Regions from separate parts of the Mus musculus genome. Here regions 1 and 3 are each linked to region 2. Evidence: chromatin contacts called from public HiChIP or PLAC-seq and promoter capture Hi-C data. All regions are on one chromosome and are shown on one strand. Each heading gives the region's core, a stretch centred on a gene start, on an enhancer-like site or on the middle of the called end of the contact. The rest is flanking DNA. Distances are from core to core; before and after follow the strand shown.

What was found. Promoter capture Hi-C pulls out the DNA fragments that hold promoters and counts their contacts. HiChIP or PLAC-seq counts read pairs in DNA pulled down with a chosen protein or histone mark.
Region 1: an HNF4G HiChIP or PLAC-seq map of pancreatic cancer cells shows a contact between it and region 2. The contact joins the enhancer-like site here to the promoter of Rptoros in region 2. A contact is called at or near these places in 2 of 39 promoter capture datasets (HPC-7-derived erythroid cells and hematopoietic stem and progenitor cells), 2 of 115 datasets of contacts at active chromatin or transcription factors (effector CD8 T cells and pancreatic cancer cells) and 1 of 9 other capture datasets (liver).
Region 3: a promoter capture Hi-C map of liver shows a contact between it and region 2, with 2.2 times the contacts expected there. The contact joins the enhancer-like site here to the promoter of Rptoros in region 2. A contact is called at or near these places in 20 of 39 promoter capture datasets (the 3T3-L1 cell line, 3T3-L1-derived adipocytes, the C10 cell line and 12 more), 1 of 15 datasets of contacts at CTCF or cohesin (the NIH/3T3 cell line), 6 of 484 Hi-C or Micro-C datasets (bone marrow-derived macrophages, embryonic stem cells and myeloid progenitors), 9 of 115 datasets of contacts at active chromatin or transcription factors (embryonic stem cells, memory CD8 T cells, microglia and 1 more) and 4 of 9 other capture datasets (adipose tissue, embryonic stem cells, liver and 1 more).

The regions. Positions count from the first base shown.
Region 1 is chr11:119,695,072-119,697,930 of GRCm38.p6, reverse strand. The region is part of intron 3 of Rptor (regulatory associated protein of MTOR, complex 1); the gene reads right to left. Among named protein-coding and RNA genes, the nearest start is that of Rptor, 94 kb to the right of the region's middle. Within about 2 kb of position 1,355, at least 28 of the 459 cell types and tissues checked have an H3K27ac peak or open chromatin away from gene starts, as enhancers often do. A contact at or near this core is called in pancreatic cancer cells, where this site is marked.
Region 2 is chr11:119,832,940-119,835,799 of GRCm38.p6, reverse strand. It overlaps Rptoros (regulatory associated protein of MTOR, complex 1, opposite strand), which reads left to right and starts at 1,435. Exons shown (of 3, transcript NR_045313.1): 1 at 1,435-1,510. All of the region lies in intron 13 of Rptor (regulatory associated protein of MTOR, complex 1), which reads right to left.
Region 3 is chr11:119,629,686-119,632,827 of GRCm38.p6, reverse strand. The region is part of intron 1 of Rptor (regulatory associated protein of MTOR, complex 1); the gene reads right to left. Among named protein-coding and RNA genes, the nearest start is that of Rptor, 28 kb to the right of the region's middle. Within about 2 kb of position 1,482, at least 17 of the 459 cell types and tissues checked have an H3K27ac peak or open chromatin away from gene starts, as enhancers often do. A contact at or near this core is called in liver and oligodendrocyte precursor cells, where this site is marked.

The DNA.
Region 1 (2,859 bases), core at 106-2,605, 140 kb after region 2:
GCAGAAGACACTCAGAATACAACTGAGCTAAATCTCATCTCTGTTAGCTACATTTTTGTTGTTGTTGTTGTTGTTGTTGTTGCTGTTTTGGGGAATTTTGTGGTGGTTTTGTTTCATTGTCTTTTGTTGACTGGCCTGGACTCTTAGGACCACCTGCCCCTGCCACACTGAGGCACTGCTGGGATTAAGGGTGGCACTGCTTCAACTCACTGAGTTATGTGGTCTCAGACATATAGAGCACTTGCCTGAGCCGATGTCATGAGAAGTGTAAAGGCTTTAGTCACTCTTAAGGGACGTTTGGCCTGTATCTGTCCCAGAGAACCTCACAAGGCAGACTCCATTATCCTGAGAGAAAATGCAAGCCCCACTCCCACCCCTTGGATCCCCAACTCTGTTCTCAGGGTAACTCGGGTGGTTGCTCTCTTACTCCTAGAAAAGTGTCCATAACCAGAGGCAGCCAGGAACACAGGAAGATCAGGAGATCTGAGCTATCAACAGGAACTCAAAGAATGGAAATGGAATTATCAAGACAAATGGGGTGAGGGGTGCAAACATGAAATAACAACTCACAGTAAAACTATGGCAGTAGCCCTTAGCTATAAAGAAACAGTCAACCTCATTTTATACTAAAAATGAGAATTAAGATTAAAAAACAGACACATGTACTGGCCTGTAGTACTCGGAAACTCTGGGTTCTGCAAGGAGGCTCTCTATGTGCTACTATGAGAATACAAAATGACAGGGGATGCTATCTTGGAAAAAACTTAACTATAACCAAACAACAACAACAAAAACACCTGCAGTGTACCTTGGTGGCCCAGTGATACTATGGTTCACCTCAGAGACACAGCCTTAACAACGGACCAGAGTGTGGAATGTTCCCAGCATGCTGAGGGCCTGTGAGCAACAGTGGCTGATACTGGTGGAGTGTCCAGTGCTAAATGAGTACTAAGGTCCCCAGAAGTGGTGTGAGTGGCTCCCAGGAGTATGTGCAGTATGATGTCTGTGTAAAAATGATCCAAAGAAAAACGACTAAAGAAGCATAAGAAAGATAGCTATAGCTACAGCAATTAGACACGGGGCAGATGTGGATAGGGATGGAATAACACAATTCTGTGCATAACTTTTTGAACACTTTTGATGCATAAATCTCTATTAATGTTTTATAAATTCAAAATATACAATTTGATTGGGGATACAGTCCAATGGTATCATGTGTATCCAGCAAGCCCAGGGCCCGGGGTACCATCCCAATTCTACAAAAAAAAAAGTAATTAAAATAAGGTGGGGAGGCACAAGCTGGAATGCAAAAGCAAACAAATGACTCATGCCAGGCATGAATCACACCGGAATCCTAGTACTCTGCATGGATCACACCTGAATCCTAGTACTCTGCAGACTGAGACAGAAATTCCCAAGAGCTTTGGTCTGCATAGGCCACAGAGTAAGACCCTCTCTCCAATCCCTTTCCTAGCACACCCTCCCAATGATGCCTCACACCCTGCTAATTAGCATCCAAGGTTGGAAACTATAGCCAATACTCTAGTCCTGCCAGAAGATAATCCTAAATGCAGGCTGAAGCCAGGCCAAGTGTGGACCCACAGAGGCACAGGATGCAGTCAGAACTCAGCCTGTACCAAGTCAGTGTACAAAGCATGAGAATCCACGGGACTGAGCCTAGTATGCACTTCTCAAGAACCACAGCTCAGTCCACCTTTTGCCACAGGTGACACGCCCAGGCTCCAAGGGTGAGGTCTGAGCATGTCTGGGCCAGTCAGGTCTCCTACTTCATACACCTAAATATCTGCTAGGTTCATCAGATGTGATGTAGGATGGGACTCAGTCACTGATATTTAATGAACAGCCATCAGTTGTGTCAGCTTAGTAACCCCTAAAGTTCATATAACAGGAAAGACTATCCCTACATTTTTTCTTAATATCTAATAGTCAACTCAATACCCAATAAAGTGAATGAAATAAAATTGAACCTCACAAAGGTATAGCAAGCCTATGCAGTATTGATTTTTTTTTTAAGATTTATTTTATTTATATGAGTATACTGTAGCTATCTTCAAACACACCAGAAGAGGGTATCGGGTCACACTAAGGATGACTGTGAGCCACCATGTGGTTGCTGGGAATTGAACTCAGGAGCTTTGGAAGAGTAGAGGATGCTCTAACCGCTGGGCCGTGTCTCCAGCCCCAGTATTGATCTTTATTAAGAGCTGGTTTCTCAGCTACATGCCACTGCCCTCACCTGCATGGCACAGCAGCTGTTCCACAGTCTGCTTTTAGCAGAAGCGCTGTCTGAGCAGAGCTCACCCATGTGCTCACTGTCCACTCTCTCCTGTCTGGGATTGCAACTGGTCACGTACAGGATAAAGAAACCACTAGATAAGGGTATACACTGAGTGAGCTTAGCAGGTGAGACCCTCGGAACCCCAGGCCAAACCAACTGTTGTCTCCATGGCATAGGCACTCTGCTTATTACTTGCTTTGAGAAAACTCTTAATGATGCTCTTCTCCTAAAGAACTATTGATTCTAAATCAAAAGCAAAACCAGCTACTCGTTGCTGATGACTGTGAACCTCATTTTACTGACTGCCATTTAACTGGTCCTTTACAAAGCATAGCAGGCACAACAAAGAAAGTACCAACCTAGCCCCTGTGGGGCTCAACTCTAGCAGGTCAGGCCACTGCATGCAACAGAGCACTATATAGAGGTACTATATAAACAACCAGCCCTCTGGGCACAGCAAGGTCAAGCATACTGCTTAGCCTTTCGTTTCTGAGTAGCCTCCCTTTTTGTTGTACTAAGGGGAACTAAGTTAAAACCCAAATGTTGTAGCTCTGAGGAGA
Region 2 (2,860 bases), core at 186-2,685:
CTTTTGAGAAGGACATTCAAAATGTCCTTCTCTTCCTTCACCGGTTTGACAGTCCAGCTTGCTGTCCCCAGTCCACATGCCACCTCTGGACCCCAGTGGCTTTGTTTGCTGCTACTCAGCCTCTTCCATGGAGAGGAGCACCCGAGTCTCCCAGGCTCTGCCTTACAGTCAGGCCGGTCAGAAAAGCTCTTCTTTCTGTATAGACTGACAGACGGGGATTGGCCATTTGTATTTCTTTCCCTCTTGGCTACACTCACAGGACAAACCCTCCATGTCACAAGTGGTTATGATCTCTGAGGTAGCATACATGACCACATAGTGACAGTGATGTATGCTGCTCATGATGTGTATCTGCACTGGGGAGAAATGTCGCCATGTAGATACACTTGTAGCCACTGCTGAAAACACCTTCACATGGTATTCTATCTTACCAGACAGTGAGACAGTACCCAGAACCCATTTACACAGTACATAGCTTTGCTGACTGGCTTACACAAAACAAAGGTTTCTGCAAACACATATCCCTAACATGTCCCTTCCCTTCACTGGTTTTCTGCAGACTATAACCTATACTTGAGTCATAAGAGACCCTCAAAGCATCAAATTATATGAATGAGGTGGCAGGGAGAGAGGAAGAGAAAACATTTATAAGTTTTTCCTGTGAGCATGTTCCTGACTCCTGCTCATCAGATGTGGCTCTCAGTGACCGGGAGGAAGACTCTGCCCAGTCAGAGCTAGGAGACCCCCCCCCCCCCATCTGAAAGACTGTTTCTAGGAACATGGCTTCCTCACAGAGAAGGGAGACTAGAAAAACTTAGAAGTATAAAACTAAATTCATCCCAAACACAGAGACTTAGAACAGCCTGATAGTTTGAATGGAAAATGTCCTTCAGAGGTTCATGCATTTGAACACGTGGTCCCTGGCTCATGGTGCTCTTAGGGGAGGTCATAAAGCTTCAGAAAGTAGAGCCTTGAAGCGGGAGAAGTATGTTGTTGGGGTGGGTTTTGATATTATAGCCTTGCCCATTTCTGGTTTGCTGTCAGTGATCTGTGTTTATGGCAGCTGTGATCTGAGCCTCTGCTCTGCCTCCTTTGCCTCCTCTGCCTCCCACTCCTCTGTTGTCTTACTCTGGAACTGTGAGCCAAAATAAACTTTGTCACTGCTGGTCCCAGTATGTAACCACGGCAACAGAAGAGTAACGAATACAACGTCTAAGTACATAATGAAAACAAAGCAACGGATACAAAGTCTAAGTACACAAAGAAAACAAACAACCCCCATACCCACATCTGGGTCCGGAACAGAACAGGTGAAGGAACAAAGCAGTGTTTGCAGTAATCGCTGGGGCTGGGAGTCATGACTTTGAAGGAAGAAGCACGCTAACACAAACGGCAAAGCACGTGTGAGAAGGGGGCTCATCTGTCTTCCACCCCAAGCCTCTCACTACCGCAACCCAAGTGCAGGTGTGCAGAGCCAAGGGGCCTCCTCATGCTGCCATGGACATCAGAGGTACAGAGGGTTGAGGGAGAAAGGGGGAGGGTTGATTTGGAGGAGCTGAAGCCCCTCCCAGGGAGAGTGGACAGAGAAACCCTGTGGTGCACCAGAATGGTGCAGCTGGTTAAGGTAAGGCACCAACCGGCACAGGAACACAGGTCTCACTGTGTCCACTGAGGTGCCTCAGACACAGGAAACTGGGGCGGGCTCCACTGTCACCTCAGATTTCTGTAAACCTAGAGCTATCCCCCAAAGCAAAGCTTAGCAGGCAGGAAGCACGGGTATCTAGATAGAGGCAGTCTGCATTCCTCCTAGAGCAGCCCCACGGTGGGCCAGCAGAACAGGGAGGATGCTCAACAATGCCTGACCCATAGAGAAGAGGCCGACATTGAACTCTCTTCCAACTGAGCTTTGTGTACGTGAAGAGGCAAAATGCGGAGCAAGAGAGGTTAGGCTGAGTACCTGATCAAATTTATTCAGAGAAGAATCTGTTTGCGGAGGAACCAGACACTGGGAAGCTGCAAAGGATACACAGGTTGTAGGGGCCGAAGAAAAAAATCCCACCTCCTTCCCTGTTGTCTTTGTCCATGGAAGCTCTTCCTGTGGTATGCCTGTTTGTATGCCTGACTTTGGATTATCCCATCAATACCAATTCAGAGTGTTTTCCCACATTCCTTGACATTGTGCCCTTGATGTTCCCCAGTGGTGCTATAAATAAAACTTTATTAACTGTAATTTGGAAGGTCTGCCTGAATTGCACATTAATTCTGTCTATGAAAAAAACCCTCAATTAGCTGGAACCCAGCTTACACCAGTCCTTAATTAACTGCCTCCCTCCCTTATTCTTGTTAATTAGCAGAGAGACAGATGATAACAACAACTTGGGAAACTTATTAAAACCAAGCAAGCATGTCCTTTCTCACACTTGGATCTTAGCTTCAAGTTTCTGGGGTTGTGTGTTTAATTTGGAGTGTCAGGAAACTAGAAAGAACCCACAAGATGGGGGAGTGAACAAGCCCTTAGTGGGGCAAAGGGATAAAGACCACATATTATATAATAGCACAGAATACTAACCTACTCTTACCTTGATCTAACATTGGCTTCTGGCCTCTGTATACATGTGCACCCTGCCCCGAAATATTGTTAACAAAAAGGACATTTTCTTCCATAACCACAAATCCATTCTCTGGGAATTCTCAGGGACAGTACTATGCTCAGATTCAACTACATGTCACAGCCTCTGGCTTTGGTCTAGGTTCAGTTCCAGGGCAGTGTTAGGTCACCTCGCAGCATCAGTCTTAATGAAGAATAGCAAGCCCACTTTCTGATTGAAAATCAAGGTGGAAACAGAACAGGTCACTGTCA
Region 3 (3,142 bases), core at 233-2,732, 200 kb after region 2:
TCATTGTCACCAACTACAGAGCAAAAGGAGCTTCAGACACTGGGAGCCACCAAACCCACAGTGGCAGGCTCTAGGAACTACCAAGTCCACAATGGTGGGCAAGTTTTTTAGCACTTTCCTTGGGTCACTAGGGCATCCTTGGTGTCCCAGCTGTGGCACCACTACCCTGTCCCCTGACAGAACATGAAACTGGGTTCCAGCTGGCCTGCAGCTTCAGTGTTCACACTCTCAGCTGCAGCTGGGCCAGCCTTCTTGGCATCAAAGCCTCTGCATGGAAAGGAGATGAGCAAACCCCGGTCCGTCTGTACTGCAAGTCTGCCCTGAGAGCAAGAGAACACCTACAGATGCAACACAGGAGGGCAGAAAGTGGAGGCTGAGGAAAGCCAACCAAAGAGAGGAGGCAAAGGCTAGAACCTGGCAGAGTAAAAGCAGACATAAGAAAAGGTCCAAACAGCCCCTGTCATTCCCTGTCACCCGGTCATTCCGTCATTCCATCATTCCCTGGCATTCTCTGTCATTCCCTGTCATTCCCTGTCGTTCCCTGGCTAGTGCAGTCTCTTCTCTGATGATCCCTCCACACTCATGATCCCACAGCCTTTCCTCTCAGCAAACTGATCATTAAGCTTCAAGTAGGTTTGGGATACATGAAAGCCTGTCTCAACTACACCAAAATAAATAAGCAAATTAAAGCTTCAAAAGAATACAGATTTTTCTAAAGTATGTTAAACAATTATAGCCACTAAATTTTTTAGCAAATACTTAAAAAGAACAAATTTCTTGAGAAACATAACCAAAACTGACTCATGAGGCCATAGCAGACATGAAGCCTCCCAATAACCATTTAAAAGCAAATCATAGGTATAAAAAAAGTTATTCCACGGAAGAAACTAAAGACCCAGATGACAAGTTCCACAAATACTGCTCTAAGTCTAAAGACAGAAGAAACAAAAAAAAGATTCCCCAAGGTCCTATCTCTAAAGTAGCACAGCTTTGGTATTAAAACATAGCAAACTGCCAAGGGGCTCACCTGAGCTGCTAAGCAAAAAAGATGGTGGAGGGGAGGAGACTAAGCTTTAGTACTGCAACAAAACCTTTAGCCAAGGACCAAGCTAATCCAGGCCAGGCCCAGTCACTAAGAACAGGTGCCCTGCCGCCTGCAGACACACCAATGCACACACAGCACTAGCTGTGCATGCACTGCACCACATCAACAAGGCAAATGGCACGCACACAGTTAGACGACTCAAATCCAAACAGCTCTTGTTACTATGAAAACAACTCTTACTAGCTCTCTGGCCATTCCATAGTGCTGTTTGATAAAGTCATCCAGAACTCACCCCTTCTTGCTAGTCTAGGAACTCTGACCTGCTCTGGAGCACAGCCTGTTGGCAAGTGTCAGGCCTGTCATCCCAGCACTCAGCAGGTTGGGGCAGGAGGATTGCCAAGAGCTCAAGGCCAACCTGAGCTATAGAGTAAGAGACCCTATGGCAGAGAAAGAGAGAGTAAACAGTGCTCACTTTGCAAGTTAAAGAAGAGGCCTCATCCTACCACAGGATTCCCAGTGAGCTTCAAGATTAGTAGAAGGAAGGGAGGGAACTGCCATTACCCTCAGAACAACACGACTCTGTTTACAGAAATCCAAACAGATATGTAGACAAACACTCAGTCAGAGTCAAAGGCTTCCAGACACAGCATGTAAAGAGAAGCTGTATTGATTCCTAAGCAACAAAACAAACAAAAGAGGTAAAATTTCTAGGAATTATCCAATAAAAGATATGAAGGGCCTCTACGTGGAAATTTAAAAGCTTGAAAATGTGAAGAGGTGGACAACTCCATCTGTGATTTATCCACTGGCTTAAGATCTGTGTGGAAATAAAATGCAAAAGGGCACACACGATGAAGAACAACCTATCTGGACTTCTTTCCAATTTCAGGAAGCCACAGAGAGCACAACTGAGGCTCCCAGAACAACCTGAGATGGGGCCAAACCAGGCCGGTGACAGGGAGTCCTGCAGACTGAAGCAAAGGAGCCTGACACATGGGTCTTCTCAGAGACAAAACGAGACTGGGCCCTTGCCTCACCCACATCTAAAGCCAATGTCTACTAAGGAACAGTCTGGCTCTGTAATTCATTATAAAAGCCGGGTGGACACTTCTGACGGTGACAAGACTGTCGCATGTAACAAGAATTACCTGGGCCTACCAACACTCATCCTGATCAGGAAGCTAAATGTAAGCAGCAAAACTATAACGCTCCCTAGCATTAAAAAACAGACACAAGAGGGTCTCTGTGGGCTCCAGGCCAACCTGATCTACAGTCAGTCCAAGCTAGCCAGGGCTGCAGAGTGGGATCCTGTCCAATAAAAAAGAAAAGAAAAGAATCAAAACCAAAACCAAAAACACTATCAAGCATTAAGAATTAAAAGACATCGGATATACAGGGGAATGCCAGAGCCAGGAGGCAGGAGTGTGTGGGTTGGGGGGAGGGGGCAATGTTAAGGGGACTTTCGGGAAAGCATTTGAAATGTAAATGAAGAAGATATCTAATTTAAAAAAAAAAAGGGTGGGGACGGGGACATAGGATAAAATCCTAACCTCAAAATTGAGAAGAGATCTTTAGCAAATGTTTAAGCCCCAGGAAAAACTAACTCTAAAGAGAGCCACAGCAGCAGAGCTTGCTTCTGTTAATCCAAAGAGATCCTGAGAAGATGGAAAACTCATGTCCACAGTGAGAGACATCCACACTGCACCCCTGTCAAAAGGCTGTGCTCCAGAGCAGGTCAGAGTTCCTACTAGACTAGCAAGAAGGGGTAAATTCTGGATGACTTTATCGAATGGCCAGAGAACTGTCAGAGAGCCACAAGGAAGATGGAGAGCCTCTGCTACCACCCAGCCATCTGTGACAGAGTCTGACACCTGAATTCCCATGCTCACTCAGCATTTGTTACAACAGCCGTGACATGGAAGTGACCTGAGTGTCCATTAGCAGGCAAACAGAGGAGAAACAGAAATGTGGTGTGTACATATATCAGATACTACTGAGCCACAAAGAAGGAATCCAGTTGTATGTTGTTCAATGCAGTAAGCCAGGCACAGGAAGATAACCATACACACCACATGACCTCATTTTTATGTGTCAGGT